Regions from separate parts of the Sus scrofa genome. Here region 2 is linked to region 1. Evidence: chromatin contacts called from public Hi-C data. All regions are on one chromosome and are shown on one strand. The core of a region is the stretch at or near the end of the contact, and the rest is flanking DNA. Distances in the headings are between cores, read along the strand shown.

Evidence for each region. A called contact is a pair of places that touch in the nucleus more often than the background predicts.
Region 2: a Hi-C map of skeletal muscle shows a contact between it and region 1, with 10 times the contacts expected there. The contact joins two enhancer-like sites. A contact is called at or near these places in 7 of 47 Hi-C or Micro-C datasets (embryonic fibroblasts, heart right ventricle, mesenteric adipose tissue and 3 more) and 1 of 2 datasets of contacts at active chromatin or transcription factors (skeletal muscle).

Annotation. Positions count from the first base shown.
Region 1 is chr9:84,892,145-84,896,017 of Sscrofa11.1, forward strand. AGMO (alkylglycerol monooxygenase) reads right to left here. Exons shown (of 14, transcript XM_003130179.6): 2 at 2,403-2,683; 3 at 874-1,004. The coding sequence starts at 2,528. Among named protein-coding and RNA genes, the nearest start is that of AGMO, 37 kb to the right of the region's middle. Within about 2 kb of position 2,612, at least 19 of the 83 cell types and tissues checked have an H3K27ac peak or open chromatin away from gene starts, as enhancers often do. A contact at or near this core is called in skeletal muscle, where this site is marked.
Region 2 is chr9:85,400,222-85,404,191 of Sscrofa11.1, forward strand. It overlaps LOC106504972 (a long non-coding RNA gene), which reads left to right. Exons shown (of 3, transcript XR_001298981.2): 1 at 1-3,970. Among named protein-coding and RNA genes, the nearest start is that of ISPD, 310 kb to the right of the region's middle. Within about 2 kb of position 1,545, at least 12 of the 83 cell types and tissues checked have an H3K27ac peak or open chromatin away from gene starts, as enhancers often do. A contact at or near this core is called in skeletal muscle, where this site is marked.

The DNA of each region.
Region 1 (3,873 bases), core at 1,362-3,861:
CTATATGCTGCAGGTACAGCCCTAAAAAAAAAAAAAAAAACAAAAAAAAACAAAAAAAAAAAACAAAAAAAAAACAAAAGAAAAAACAACACTAGGGGGAGAAGAATGAAGAGACCAGAAGCAAGACTGGATAAACAAATGCTTTCATAGATCAAGAAATAAATTACACTCAAGCAATAAGTAACCTGTGAAGAATTTCCACCAGATTCACATTATGGAAATGTTTAGCTGCAATGAAGTAGGGCTAAAGACTGGGATATCGCTTGGGTGACCACTGTAGTAATCCAGAGCTTTTTGTGACTTTGACCAGAGAATGTTCATACCCCAGATTGCTCTAGTAGTATGTGAATCTGCCTGAGGCCACATTAATTTTCCAGTAGAAAACTACAACATAACTCAGGACCAGGACTAAGGTAAGGTAAGTGAGATGTATGCCTTGCCCACAAAATTTAAAGAGGCACCAAGAAATTCAGTAATCAAGATAAATAATACATAGAGCAATATTTTTTCTTTTTCAGCCACACCCATGGCATATGGAAGTTCCTGGGCCAGGGATTGAATCCAAGCCACCAACAGCACAGCTGAATCCTTAACCCACTGAGCAAGGCTGGGATTGAACCAGCACCTCCACAAAGACAAGCCAGCACATTAACCCACTATGCCATAGCGGGAACTCCTAGAGCAATATTTTTAATAATGAATGTAAAAAAACCCATGATGAACAAAATATCAAAAATTTAAGTAACAACAGTAACTGAGTTCTTTGGGAAATATATGTAAAAATAGATGAATTCCACATATGATGAGTTTCTTTTTATCCTTATTTGGAGGATTTCAGTTTATTCACTCAATGTTGTTAACCATCTAACTTACCTTGGAAGTCGAGACAGAATACCAGCTGACATTGATGTTAAGGCATCATCCAGACGACCTGGTGGCTTCCCTTTGCGTATCCAGCTGACAACCAGTTCAAGCAGCATCAAGGAAATGAAATATGGGGTTGCCTGGAAAGGAAATTGCAGAAAAGAGATGCTATTGTGCTCCGTATGAAATTCTTCCAAGTTTCCTGATTAGTCATTCCCAAAGTGGGAGGCCCAGAGTGATAGCTCATAGTAGAAGAAGGTATGTACCTATCCTAGAGGATAATTTCCTCCCAACAGGCAAAGAAATCTGATCATTTCAGTCACACATTAAACAGGTGCTCAAATTCCATCATCTGATTTGGACATGAAAAATAACCATGGATGTAACCATGATAATTCTGCCAAGAAAATAATAAGATTAGAAGGGATGTGTTTCAAGTTAGATCTAAAAAATACATTTTAAAGTAAGAGCAATAATCAGAAACCTATAGTCTACATGACTAAGAAAGATCCACATTAAAAGGCTTTCCTTAAAGATGCATGTGATTCTAGTCTTTCATATTAGAATTACAAGAATAACAAAATTGACACTGTAGAACAAAAACTTTGCTTCTGAGTATTTTAGAGAATAAGGTCATTTTAAATGTTTTAGACATCATTCAAGTTTTAGTCATTCAATTGTTTCTTATATAATAGAAAAAATATTTGTCATCCACTATTGATGACAAATATTGGACTAGGTTTGGTGTTATAATATAAAAGTAATGATTTATGAAGATGTGAGTACCACATTTTTTTCTTTAAAAAATCCTGAAAATTTTATGGGTTTTACTCCATTTGGAAGCTGACGGTAAGCCTTGAAATTTTCTAAACTGAACTCCCAAGAACATATCCTCTGATGTCATTTTTTTCTATTTCTGGTCTGAACTAGTAAGTGTTGTAGGAATAACTTTGACAGGGTGGAGAACTTCAGTATTCAAGTTCTAATTCTGGTTATTTCCATTTCCAATCACAGCCAGGAACCAGAAGTAAAAAGTGCCTCTGAACACTTGAGAGTTTCAAAGAAAACTTGGTTTAAGTTCAAATTTAGGAAGTCAGGGTTGAACTCAGTCAGCTGTATATCCATTCTGTAGAAGCACTTTGCTAAAATGAAAAGGAAATGGTTTCCTGGGAGGTGGAAGACAAGTTTTCCCTTTAGAAACAAAATTATTACAAAGTTTACTAATACCATATAACAATTTGATACTGAGTTTCTAATGGCTAGATTTATAATGCTATTTGTATCCAGGAAAACTTTTTAAAATTTTTATCATATTTCACAGTGACATTCCAGGGAAGAAAATTTTCATAGAAGATGGTTGTGGATATGGTACAGAAATTCAGTTCAAATGGAAATTCCACTTTTGCTCCATGTTTTTTGAAACAGTTATTGTTTATTAGAATTATTTCAAGAACGAAAGTGCACAAAGCCTTAAAATGTGTTTAACTTACTTCTTATGAAGAGAAAAGCAAGAGTAGCCTCTTCCCAGGGTATCTCACCTTTTGTACATAATCAGGCACCTCTTCTAGGGCTTGGAATGACGTTTCATTGGGCTTCATCATGTAAAACATCATGCGAATTCCCTGGGAAACCGAAACATCCTGTTGGGCTTCTGGGTTCTTCATCTCTGCCCTTGTCTGACTCCCAGCTGGAGAGTACTTGGTGATTCAGTGGTTGAAGCCAGAGGCGAACAAAGAGGACGAGATGTGCTGCACAGATCAAGCCCTTTGTCAGAGAACAGCTAGAAACAAAGCTCCATAGAGTACAGCCAACAGCAGATCTGTGTAGAGAAAGACAGGAAAATACAAGGATCAGGAAGAAGTTCAGAGTTCATTGGGCACAGTCCCAAAAATGGGCACGTGGGAAAGGGGGTGGGGAGGAAGGGCTCCTGCCCAAATCAAAGGTAGTGCAGTTTGGCAGCAAGTGGAGTAACTTATCATTTAAAAAAAGAAAACACAAACAAACAAACAAACATATGATACCTGCTTGGAAAGGAGAAAGAAAAAAAAAAAAAAGTGATAGCAAGTGAAAGTTCATTCTGGAAAAGTGGGCGGAAATTCAAGACTCAAATCACATAAGGAAAATACATGTTTTACTCTCTTTTGAAATCCACATTGTGTTCATGTTTAGTCTCCCCACAGCCATATTTCCTGAAAAGACAAGGTGCTCTAATCTCAGTAAGAATAAGTTTGAAAGTCAGTAAGTACTGAAAGTATCTTACTAGTGAGTGCCTATGTATTTCTGGATCTGTATCATGTTAACTTAGGAATGTTTGCAAATCAATTTAGGGGCATGTGGCTTATTATCTGATTAGCATTGTTTAATGGACTCTCAACTATTCACATCTGTATTCTTCTTAGCACTAATATGGATTCTGAAGAAGCTGTTAAGGTGTTGCTAAGAGATCTTATCTCTGTTTTTCCAGGAGGAGCATAGGTTGATTGTGCCTCTCTTAGGTAGACTAGAGGGCACTGAATTGCATTGCCTGTGAGTAAGTGGAGATTTTCTGATTAGCTTTCAACCCAGAATAGCTCTGGTCATCCTTTGGCTACCACCTCATCTTTTAAAAATGTTTACATAGATTTATTAAACTATTAATACATGATTGGGGAGAAATAAAAAGAAACTGTAGATAAGCAACAATTAAATTACCCACAGACACCATTAACATTATGGTATATGTAGAGTCAGGTGCACTACCATATGACATATTTATTGCTAAAAATCACTGTACTATGCAATGAAACCATGGGGCTAATGAGAAAAATGGGATTAGGGTGCAATATTCAGAAACTTCCTCATGGTCCATAGGAGAAAAAAAAATTGGAGCCTAATAAAACGTGGTGGCATATTTTTATACATGAATGTTATATGGTGGAGAAATGCATAAATTCTACAATAAACATGGTACTTAATCTTGAAAAAGACCTGACATAGCAATTTGTTTGTGGAAGTGGGTTTTGGGAGAGG
Region 2 (3,970 bases), core at 295-2,794, 510 kb after region 1:
AGTCTAAAAATAAAGTGGATTTTCAAGTGATATGCAACTAGCATTTTCAGACACTCTGTAAAATTAAAGAATTCATATACTCATGCCTTTCATTTCAGCTTTAATTTAGTTTCTCAACATTATGTTTCACAGGAAATTCCCAGCACAGTTTTACATTTGACCTAAAAGCATAAAGTCCAAAGGAGTTTGGACACATCCACATATATGTGGGGTTTTATTTACAGAATGTATTTCTATAAAAGTCTCAGTATCATTTGTGTTAAGTAATGTAAAAGTACTACATTGGGTTTTAAATGGGGAAAGACCGAAGAAATACAAATTCTCACACTTTTCATCTCAGTTCTAACAGCAACTCTCTGGCCATTTGAATAATGCTACTAATTGTCCTGTATGTAAATTTGGGTGTAGCTGTATTTCATCTTGGATGTTTGATGTCTTTCTTATAATCATTTAGATTCATAATGATTCCCATAGGGAATTGATTTGTTCTTGTGAGGACTCATCAATAATCTCTCTCTTGCTGCATTTAATTAAAATCACTAAGCTATGTTTTAGTAAAGACAAATGGCAGTCTCTACCTATTAGCATCTCCAAGAATTTAAGTAAACTCCTGATCAGACGTGAAATCTGATATGACTCTTAAAAATACTTTCTGAAATTTCACATCTGAATTAAGAAATTAATGAAAGAGAGGGAGAGGAGGAGTGAAAGGGAAAGAGAGGGAGGGGAGAAGGGGAGATAGAAAGAGAGAGAGAGAAGCAAATAAACCCAAAATAAGGATTTTGCAGACTAGCCTCAGACGGCTGCCTCAGATACGTTTTAGTCCAACTGCTATTTCTCCAGTTAGCGTACAATGTGCTGTGTGTGAAAACACTCATATATAAACAGGAATTTGAGCTCTGCAACACTTCTGCTTACTTTCTCTTCTTCTCCTCTCCCCTCCCTTCCCTATGTCCTTTTACTTCCTAATCTCCCAAATCAAATGCTAAATCAGGAGCAATAGCCTACAATTAGCCTTTTCAATTAAAATGTAGAGTTCAAAGTTGACTCCAAAGTGAGTAATTGCTTTTGAAAACCACAACCGGCAGGCAGCTGCCAGATTATTACAACAGTTTATTTAACCTCAAAACATCTGATCAATTTTATTATCTCAGCAGAAGAGAGATATCCTGGAGAGTAGGGTTTAAAATATACTACTCATCTTAGATGTCTGAGAGAAGATAAAAATTCCTCAGTGCTATAAATATCCCTTTGCCATCACCTTGCTGAGAAAACAAACTCCTATCACACTTGCTTCATTTGAAAGTTAACAGAAACTAAGAAACTAAAGGCAAAAGCATCATCATGATATGAGCTAGGGCAGAAATGTGGGGAAGGGAGCCAGGAACAGACAATTTACAAAATTACAAGGTTTAAAAACATTCAAACATCCGGCTCATGATGTTTGGGATTTTTAATCATCCAGAAAGGAGACTCAGAGAAGGCTGCCAACCTCACCAAAACAAAGACTATCACGTTTCCAGAGTCCTGATTTGGCTGCCTCCACACTGCTGCTCTTATTTATTTATTTTTTTATTTTTTATTTTTTTAAATCTGCTCTGTGGCTCAAGGGATAAAAAGGATGGAAATCTTCATGTTATACAAATGGCCTGGGGAGCCTTCAGAGCTCCTGGCTCCACCCAGCAAGGCCAGGGCACAGAACACACAGAACCCTCCAGCCTCCACTTCTGGGGATCCCTCCCACCCCCTCTTCCTGACCTTCCTGTTCCCCATCTTGCCAGGCTGTCCCTACACCCTTGGATTTCATCTTGCCACTGCTTCTGCAAGCTTCCTGAAACCTACCACACTGAACAGGCTGTGCCCATCATTTTACCTTCTCTTCCAGATTCGTTGTGAAGATTCAGTGGCTATTATATGTACAGTGCTTAGAGACAACTCCCCACCCCTCGCCCCCTGTGGTGCACAGGAAGTGCTATATAAGTGTTAGCCTTTTGTTTTTATAATTCACTCAGGATGTAGTCTTTACTTCTCTTTGGCTCTGGACTTGGCCTCTGGGACAGTTCTACCTGCTCCCAGGCCCACCTTCCAGCACTTAGAACATCTCTTCAGAGGCAGAGTTCAAACACCTAGTTTATACCGAGGCTGTTTTGGTGTCCTTACTTAAGGGTCATGTTATAAGAAGGCTTTGGTACAATCATATATCTCTCACTGAATTTCCAGCAATTTAACCACCTTAAAAAATGACTCCGAATTATAGTTACTTCCAAAATATACCACCATTCCCAGCCACAGGGATCCTAATTCCCATTCGAGGAATATTACTATTGCACCTTTTCTGCCCATTCTAGCAACTGTCCACTTGAAAGAAAAACAACATTCAAAGAACAAGTCAATTTAGGAAATGTTCATGGGAAAGAAACCACTCATTTCTACAAAACGAGCCTTCAGTATCCGAAAAATCATGAATCTAAATACTTATTGTGTTTTATAGTCTGATGATTGTTTTTTATATCTATTTCCCAATCCCATTTCACTTTTCCTTCTAGAACCATGCAATATTATTTGATAGCCTTACATTCCTAGGAATTCTTGTATAAGAATGTTTTGTGTATATTTTAATGTAAAGTGCATTGATTTATAACCTAATAATTCATAAAGGTTATTGATTTATAAAAATGTGACTCATTCTATTTATTAGTTTTAATCATTCAATCCAGTGTTTTCATAAAATATTCATGTGATTTTTTTGTACATCTAGTTTGTTACTAGTCATTACTGCAGAGAACCAAAGTGCGTACCCATAATATTTTTACCTAACCACTAAATGCATGCCATTAATTAACAACAAAAATATTAACATTCAATCTCATATTTGATCAAACTGATTTAAAGTCACAGTGATTCTGCTAACTCACTGAAGGAATTTTTTCTCCCTCCAATCTTAAGAGTTTTCCACCTGAATTATCTGAACAAATGATCTCTCTTTCGCTTTCTGGTAAAGATACATTCAGAGAAATTAGTATTTTTTGTTTGTTTGTTTTGAAATCTGATTGTCAGCAATCAACACATGAGACACAGAGCAATATCAAACAAAATATCTTAAAAGCCTTGTGGAAATAGGCCATAAGTAAAAAGTAAATAATTAGCCAGCCATGTTTTCATCATCTATACAACGTTTTAACCACAAAAATGTAGGAAATGCACAAGATCCCAAAGATGTTATTCAAATTCCTGCACTGCAGCACTATTTGATATAATATAAAACCAGAAACAACTTAAATGCCTATCACTAAGGAAACTAGAGTCTAAATAAAATATGAGATTTTAAGCAACTATAAAAAACGAAGTAATTCTATAAGTACTGACACAGGAACATCTTAAAAATCCATTGTCAGTGAAAAAAGCAGCCCACAGAAGAGTATTTCATGAATCCATTTTGTTTAAAAAAAGCAAAAAAAAATTACACATATATAATAATGAGTATATAAAAGACTGCATGTGCTATCAAATATGTGTGAAGGTTCAAATTGCATGGAGGGACAGCAAAATCTCTTGAAGGAAAAAAATTTTCCTTTGAATTTTTGTCCTTCAGTATCAGTATTTACCTATTTTGGGTGGTTTGCACATATGTATTAATTTTATACTAAGCTTTTCTAAATATAAATAAAATAAAAACATAAAAAATAAGCCTTGCTTTTGAGGGAGACTGGAGCTTGGTTTTATTCACAAATGGAGGAACGGAGGAGCTGATCCAGTGACAGCACCATTCAGGCAAGCTGAAGCAGATGGAAGAAACCAAAGAGCGGATCAGGAAGCCACCCCACCCCAAATCACTTATTCGAAGGCAATGCAAAATCAAAATACCTTAGCCATTTCCACATTGACACATCGCTTGCAAAGACGCCGGTTTTTTTCCTTTTTCTTTTTTAATTGCAACGGAGAAAAAAAAATTCTCAATTTAAATAGAAGT